2 separate regions of the Danio rerio genome follow, and region 2 is linked to region 1. A link is a contact called in public Micro-C data. All regions are on one chromosome and are shown on one strand. Each heading gives the region's core, a stretch centred on a gene start, on an enhancer-like site or on the middle of the called end of the contact. The rest is flanking DNA. Distances are from core to core; before and after follow the strand shown. Region 1 has its middle 8.8 kb from the start of rbm24a. Region 2 overlaps cap2 (cyclase associated actin cytoskeleton regulatory protein 2).

Region 1 (3,707 bases), core at 1,082-3,581:
CGCCTGGTCACTCATCTTCCTGATTACATCACCAGCTGAAACCTGTCACAGACTTAGATTACACACAGTATTTAAGCAGCACACACACTCATTCACTTTGCCGAGTCTTGTTTACTGTTTAGTGACATTTCAACGCGTTTCTCCCTGTCTTGTTTCTCCGTGTCTGAACCTAGCTTTGTATCCTAGTTATCCTGTTTAGCCGCCAGCCTTTCGACCTTTTGCCTGTTTACCGACTTCGACTCTGTATTTGCCCATATATGCCTGTTCATACCTGTTTTGACCATTGCTTGCCTGACCAACGAATAAACCTGCATTTGGATATTACCTTCAGTTGTTTGAATCTATCCCGAATCACAACAGAACGGTATTTATTGAATCATTTAAAGGAAAAACAAAACTATTGAAGACACTCGAAAAAAGTGCTAGAATGTTCAGGTTACCTCAACACTAAACAGATCAATGACATACAAATGATCTATCTGTAAACTTTCAAACAGGAACTTAAATTATTCAATTTTAATAACAAAAAATTTAAATACAATTTAAATACAAAAAAAACACCACTCGAAAGGACAAGCCATGAGTGAGATAGGGGTCTCTTGGTGGTTCAAGTCAATGTCTCCATCATTCTGAGCAGTGTGCTGTGTTCTGCAGTCCCCTTGACTAAAAGAATCCCCATCATGTTAGTCGTATTCCCGACTTGTATTTCAGCACAGTCTGGCAGTGCCTGCATGCCCTTTTTTCTGTCACCTTTTCTTCTTTCTTATTTCTTTTCAGCGAGAAACTGAAATGCTTCCACACATCTGATTTAAAACCCGCTTTAGGTTCGACCATTTTTAGCTCTTTTTCTTTGCCGCTACTAGCAGCACCCTCCATTTCTGCATTACTAGATCTGTAGCGACAACAGACCGCAAAGGATGATGGCCACGCCTGGGCTAATGAAAATTGTAGTTTCCGCTACCTCCCATTCACTCCATTCGCCTGAGCAAACTTTTCACCAAAAGACCAATGATTTTATTGAGTCACAACCACGGTAATATTGAAAGAAATTGCTATTGCGGTATGAGGGTATTTACAATATTGTTACATCCCTAATATATATGTATGTATATATATATATATATATATATATATATATATATATATATATATATATATATATATATATATATATATATAAAATTAAAGACAAATATATTAGCCCTTCTGTGAATAGTTTTTTTTTTTTTAAATATCTTTCAAGTACAGCAAGGACATTTTTCACAGTATTTTCTATTATATTTACATTCTGGAGAATGTCTTATTTGTTTTCTTTAGGCTGGAATAATACAAACTTGCCAAGGTCATTATTATTAGCCCCCTTAAAATTATTATTGTTTGATTGGCTACAGAACAACCTACTGTAAAGTGCCTAGTTAACCTAATTAACCTAGTTATACCTTAAACTTCAGCCACTTTAACTTAAATACCACTATATTGCAAAATAACTAGTTAAATTTTATCTGGTGTTATAATGGCAATGGCAAAAGCTATTAGTCATAAGAAATTAGTTAATAAACTGTTATCTTAAAAATGTGTTAGGACTTTTATAATATTTTTTTAAATTATTAAATTCACATGAGGGCTAATGAGTCCTCAGCTGTATATGTTATTCAGTAATTTGTGGCAGTAAGATTTTTTTAATTGAATATTTGATCAAAAATATATTAAAAGTACAATGAAATGTTAAATATCATGAAATGTTATTGCAATTCAATTTTCTGTGTATTTTAACCTCACTTTTTATTCTGGTAACACTTTATTTTGATGGTCCCCATTGCACATTTTGATGACTAAAAGTTGCATTGCAACTACATGCCAATTACTTCTCATTTGAGTATTACTAGACTGTCTGCTTGATGTCTACTGATTCTGCTCCTTCAACAGACATTTAACTGACTATACGAAACTTTACAAGTACATGTCAACTTACACTAACCTCAACCTATAGGTCTACTTATAATCTAGTTGGCATGTAGACACAATGTAACTTAAATTCAACAAAATGCAAGGGATCAGGGATGCCTTTATTCTTACAAGCTGAAATTTCTCAAGTTTATTGTAAACTATAATTTCGATGCATTTGATTTAACACATAAAGCGTTATTTTTTTTTATCTCTGATCACATGAATTGAATTTTATGCATGATTTAGCCCCATTTTATATGCAATGATGATAAAAATCTGTAAAATGTGAACGTAAAAGTCTGCATATGAAGGGAAATATGAAGTCAACAGGACTGTGTGTGAGCTGTCCACAAGGTGGCGCTGGTGAGCCTATGATGAAGCTGAACCGGGTTTGTCTTCTGTGTTGGAAACAGTGTCGATGTGAGTTTTCCCTGAATGTTAGTGTGTCTCTGTAATGATGATGGTGTGAGTAATCAGACCTCCTGCAATCAGCTAATTATAATAAACCAGACACCTTCAAATGTGCTGTCATCTGTTCAGTGTGTGTGCATGTATGTTTGTGTATATGTGTGTGTGCGTGTAGTTATGTGCATGTATGAGTGTGTACTTATGCATGAGTGTGTGTACACGTGTATATATGTTTGTGTGTGTGTGTGTGTGTGTGTGTGTATGATTTTTATGTATGCTGTGAGTGTATATGTGTGTGTGTGTGTGTGTGTGTGTGTGTATTAGAATGTGTATTGGAAGTTGTGTGTTGAGTATACTGTGTGTGATTGTGTGTGTGTATGTGACTATACAGTATGTATGTGTGAATATGTATTTGAAGTTGTGTGTTTTTAAGTATAATTAATGTGTGTATGATTGTTTGTGTGTGTTTGAGTGTATATGAATTTGTATGTGTGTGCGTGACTGTGTATTGTATTAATGAGTGTGTTGTGTTGTGTGTGTTAGTGTGTATTAGTGTATGTTATTTTGAATATCCTGTATGTGTGTGTATGATTGTGTGTGTGTGTGTGTGTGTGTGTGTGTTTTTGTGTATATGAATTTGTATGTGTGTGTGACAGTGTGTATTGTATTAATGAGTGTGTTGTGTTATGTGTGTTAGTGTGTATTTGTGTGTGTGTGTTTTTGAATATACTGTATGTGTGTGTATGTTTGTGTTTGTGTTTGAGTGTATATGAATTTGTGTGTGCGTGTGTGTGTGTGACAGTGTGTGTATTGTATTAATTTGTATTAATTTGTGTTGTGTGTGTTAGTGTGTATTTGTGTGTTTTTGAATATACTGTATGTGTGTATGATTGTGTTTGTGAGTGTAAATGAATTTGTGTGTGTGTGTGTGTGTGTGTGTGTGTGTGTGTGTGTGTGTGTGTGTGTGTGTGTGTGTGTGTGTGTGTGTGTGAGACAGTGTGTATTGTATTAATGAGTGTGTTGTGTTGCGTGTGTTAGTGTATATTTGTGTGTGTGTTTTTAAATATACTGTTTGTGTATTTATGATTGTGTGTGTGTGTGTTTTAGTGTATTTGAATTTGTTTGTATGTGTGTGTGTGTGTGTGTGTGTGTGTGTGTGACAGTGTGTATTGTATTAATGAGTGTGTTGTGTGTGTTTTTAAGTATACTGGATGTATGTATGATTGTGTGTATATGTATGGATTTGTGTCTGAGTTTGTGTACGTGTGTGTGTGTGTGTGTGTGTGTGTGACAGTGTGTATTGTATTAATGAGTGTGTTGTGTGTGTTAGTGTGTGTTTGTGTGTTTTTAAG
Region 2 (3,707 bases), core at 309-2,808, 93 kb after region 1:
TGGATGGGTGTTTCCCAGTGATGGGTTGCAGCTGGATGAGTGTGGATGGGTGTTTCCCAGTGATGGGTTGCAGCTGGATGAGTGTGGATGGATGTTTCCCAGTGATGGGTTGCAGCTGGATGAGTGTGGATGGGTGTTTTCCAGTGATGGGTTGCAGCTGGATGAGTGTGGATGGGTGTTTCCCAGTGATGGGTTGCAGCTGGATGAGTGTGTGTGGGTGTTTCTCAGTGATGGGTTGCAGCTGGATGAGTGTGTATGGGTGTTTCCCAGTGATGGGTTGCAGCTGGATGAGTGCGTATGAGTGTTTCTCAGTGATGGGTTGCAGCTGGATGAGTGTGGATGGGTGTTTCTCAGTGATGGGTTGCAGCTGGATGAGTATGTATGGGTGTTTCTCAGTGAGAGGTTGCAGCTGGATGTGTGTATGGGTGTTTCCCAGTGATGGGTTGCAGCTGGATGTGTATATGGGTGTTTCCCAGTGATGGGTTGCAGCTGTATGAGTGTGGATGGGTGTTTCCCAGTGATGGATTGCAGCTGGATGAGTGTGAATGGGTGTTTCCCAGTGATGGGTTGCAGCTGGATGAGTGTGGATGGGTGTTTCCCAGTGATGGGTTGCAGCTGGATGAGTGTGGATGGATGTTTCCCAGTGATGGGTTGCAGCTGGATGAGTGTGGATGGATGTTTCCCAGGGATGGGTTGCAGCTGGATGAGTGTGGATGGATGTTTCCCAGTGATGGGTTGCAGCTGGATGAGTGTGGATGGATGTTTCCCAGTGATGGGTTGCAGCTGGATGAGTGTGGATGGGTGTTTCCCAGTGATGGGTTGCAGCTGGATAAGTGTGGATGGGTGTTTCCCAGTGAGGGGTTGCAGCTGGAAGGACTTCAGCTGTGTAAAAAATATGCTGGAATATTTGGCGGTTCATTCCACTGTGGGCACCCCTGGTGATGAAGGGCATCAGCTGTGAAAGACATATGCTGGAATAGTTGGCGGTTCATTCCACTGTGACGATCCCTGATGAATAAAGGGACTAAGCCTAAAAGTAAATGAATAAATGTGTGTATGTATGTATGTATGTATGTATGTGTGTGTGTGTGTGTGTGTGTGTGTGTGTGTGTGTGTGTATACATGTGTGTGTGTGTGTATATATATATATATATATATATATATATATACATATGTGTGTGTGTGTGTGTGTGTGTGTGTGTGTGAAAAAGACAGTGTGTGTTTGTGTGCATGTGTGCTTGTTTGTGTGTGTGTGTTTGTGATGTAAGTGTGCATGTTTGTGTATGTGTGTGTGTGGGTGATTGTAAGACTATGTGTGTATTGTATGCATGTATGAGTGTGTGTGTGTCTAGATGTGTGCATGTGTGCTTGTTTGTGTGTGTGCGTACAGTATAGGTGCAAAAGTGTGTGCGTGTGTCTATGCATTTTGTGTGAGTATATGTGTGCACGCATTTGTGTGTGTGTGTGTGTCCATACATAAGTGTGTGTCAGCTGTTGCTCCTGCCGTGAGTGTGTGGACTGTATGCTGTGGACAGGTGGTCTCCTGGCTCTTCTTGCATTGGGGGTTTACCATAGAAATGCCCCCAACAAAAGCCTAGTGTGTGTCTGGCTTACACACCTGCTCTCACACACACTCCTCGTAATTCAAGCTCTCTTCTCATGTCCTGCACATTATAAACATCTCCTCTGACTGAGGATCGTCCGCCACACACTCCTGCATCTGCTCAGCGCTCCATCATACTGACAGAAAACTAGCGCTCTGTGCAGACTCTCCAGAGCTAGAGTTTTGTCTCCATCCACATGTGTTCATGCACATTTTGGATTATTGCATTAAAAATGCTTGATGGAAACACCAAGATGCACAGATATTTTGAAATATATACGTAGCTGAATGGCCAATAAAAGCAATAGTTGACATAATAGTCAAAATAACCAATGCTGCTGATATGGCATTAAAACATAAAGGAATAATTAATTAAATAAATAAATAAATGTGACTTTTTATTACTTTTAAATTATTAAAAATTTAAATTATATTATACATCAATCAAATTAAATGAGAATTTTTTTTACTGATAAATATAAATAAATAAATATTGAAATTAAATCAAATTAAATTAAACTTTTTTTATTACCAATAAATATAAATAAATAAATATTGAAATTAAATTAAAATAAATCAAATTAGACAAACGTTTTTTTATAACCAATGATTACAGGTGAAAGGCCAATAGCTAATAAAGCCAATGCTGCTGATATCGCAAATGAATAAATAAAATAAAATAAGACTTTTTTATTAGCAATAAATATAAATTAATTAATTAAAGTAAATATAGTAAATAAATATAAATAAATAATTAGATGAAATCATATTAAAATAAATAAGACTTTTTATTACCAATAAATATAGAAATAAATATAAATAAATAATTAAATTAAAAGAAAAAATATTAAATTGAATCAAATAAAATAAGACTTTTTTTATTACCAATAAATAAAAAATATAAATTAATTGATTAGTTAATTAAAGTATAATATAATAAATAAATAAAGTTAAATTATATTAAATTAAATTAAATGAGACTTTCTATTACCAATAAATATAAATAAATTAATTTAAGTAAATATAATATTTAAATATAATTAAATTATATTAAAGTAAAAAAAAATTAAATGAGACTTTTTATTAACAATAAATATAAATAAAAATGTAAGTAAATCAAATTAAACAAAACTTTTTTTTTATTACCAATGATTACAGGTGAATGGCCTATAGCTGATATAGCCAATGCTGCTGATATGGCATTAAAACATAAATGAATAAATGACAATTTTTATTACCAATAAACATAGCAATAAATATAAATTAATTAATTAAATCAAATTAAATAAGACTTTTTATTACCAAAAAATAATAATTAATTAATGAAAGTAAATATAGTAAATAAATATAATTAAATATATAAAATAATAGTAAATCAAATTAAATTAAACTTAATTTTTTATTGTTACCAATGATTAGAAGTCAATGGTAAAAAGCAGATGTAGCCATTGCTGCTGATATGGCATTAAAGCTTAAATAAATAAATGAAATTAAATAAGACGGGTTTTTTTATCACCAATAATAAAGCAATAAATATAAATAAATAATTCAATTAAATCAAATCAAATAAAACTTTATTACCAATAAATAAATAAATTAAATTAAAGTAAAAATAATAAATTAATACAATTAAATAAAACAAATTAAAGTAACTCAAAATAAATGACACTTTTTATTACCAATAAATTTAGCAATACATAGAAATAAAAAATTAAATTAAATGAGACTTTTTTTCACAACCAATATATATATAAACTAATTAAAGTAAATCAAATTAAATAAAACCTTTTTTTGTTACCAATGATTACAGATGAATGGCCAATAGCTGATGTAGCCAATGCTGCTGATATGGCATTAAAACTTAAATACATAAAGAAAAATACCTTTTATTGCATGTTTCAGTCATGCATTTCCACTTCCTCTAACAGTTTGTTTAAGCACCTTTGACCTTCCACCTCTTCCACAGGCTTTGACCTTTAGGGTCAGGGGTGAACTTGACTAACTGTTAAACATCAGCAAACGTACTGGGATTAGAAGTGTGTGTGTGTGTGTGTGTGTGTGACAGGAAAAGACGAGTGTGCAACAGTTGTTTAAGTGTTGAAGT

Evidence for each region. Hi-C and Micro-C count contacts between places; a contact is called where the count stands out from the background.
Region 2: a contact with region 1 is called in a Micro-C map of caudal fin, with 7 times the contacts expected there. The contact joins two enhancer-like sites. A contact is called at or near these places in 6 of 18 Hi-C or Micro-C datasets (caudal fin, embryo, hematopoietic stem cells and 1 more) and 1 of 4 datasets of contacts at active chromatin or transcription factors (gastrula embryo).

Annotation. Positions count from the first base shown.
Region 1 is chr19:48,993,765-48,997,471 of GRCz12tu, forward strand. No RefSeq gene overlaps it. Among named protein-coding and RNA genes, the nearest start is that of rbm24a, 8.8 kb to the right of the region's middle. Within about 2 kb of position 2,332, at least 4 of the 62 cell types and tissues checked have an H3K27ac peak or open chromatin away from gene starts, as enhancers often do.
Region 2 is chr19:49,087,468-49,091,174 of GRCz12tu, forward strand. All of the region lies in intron 7 of cap2 (cyclase associated actin cytoskeleton regulatory protein 2), which reads left to right. Among named protein-coding and RNA genes, the nearest start is that of aunip, 26 kb to the right of the region's middle. Within about 2 kb of position 1,559, at least 14 of the 62 cell types and tissues checked have an H3K27ac peak or open chromatin away from gene starts, as enhancers often do.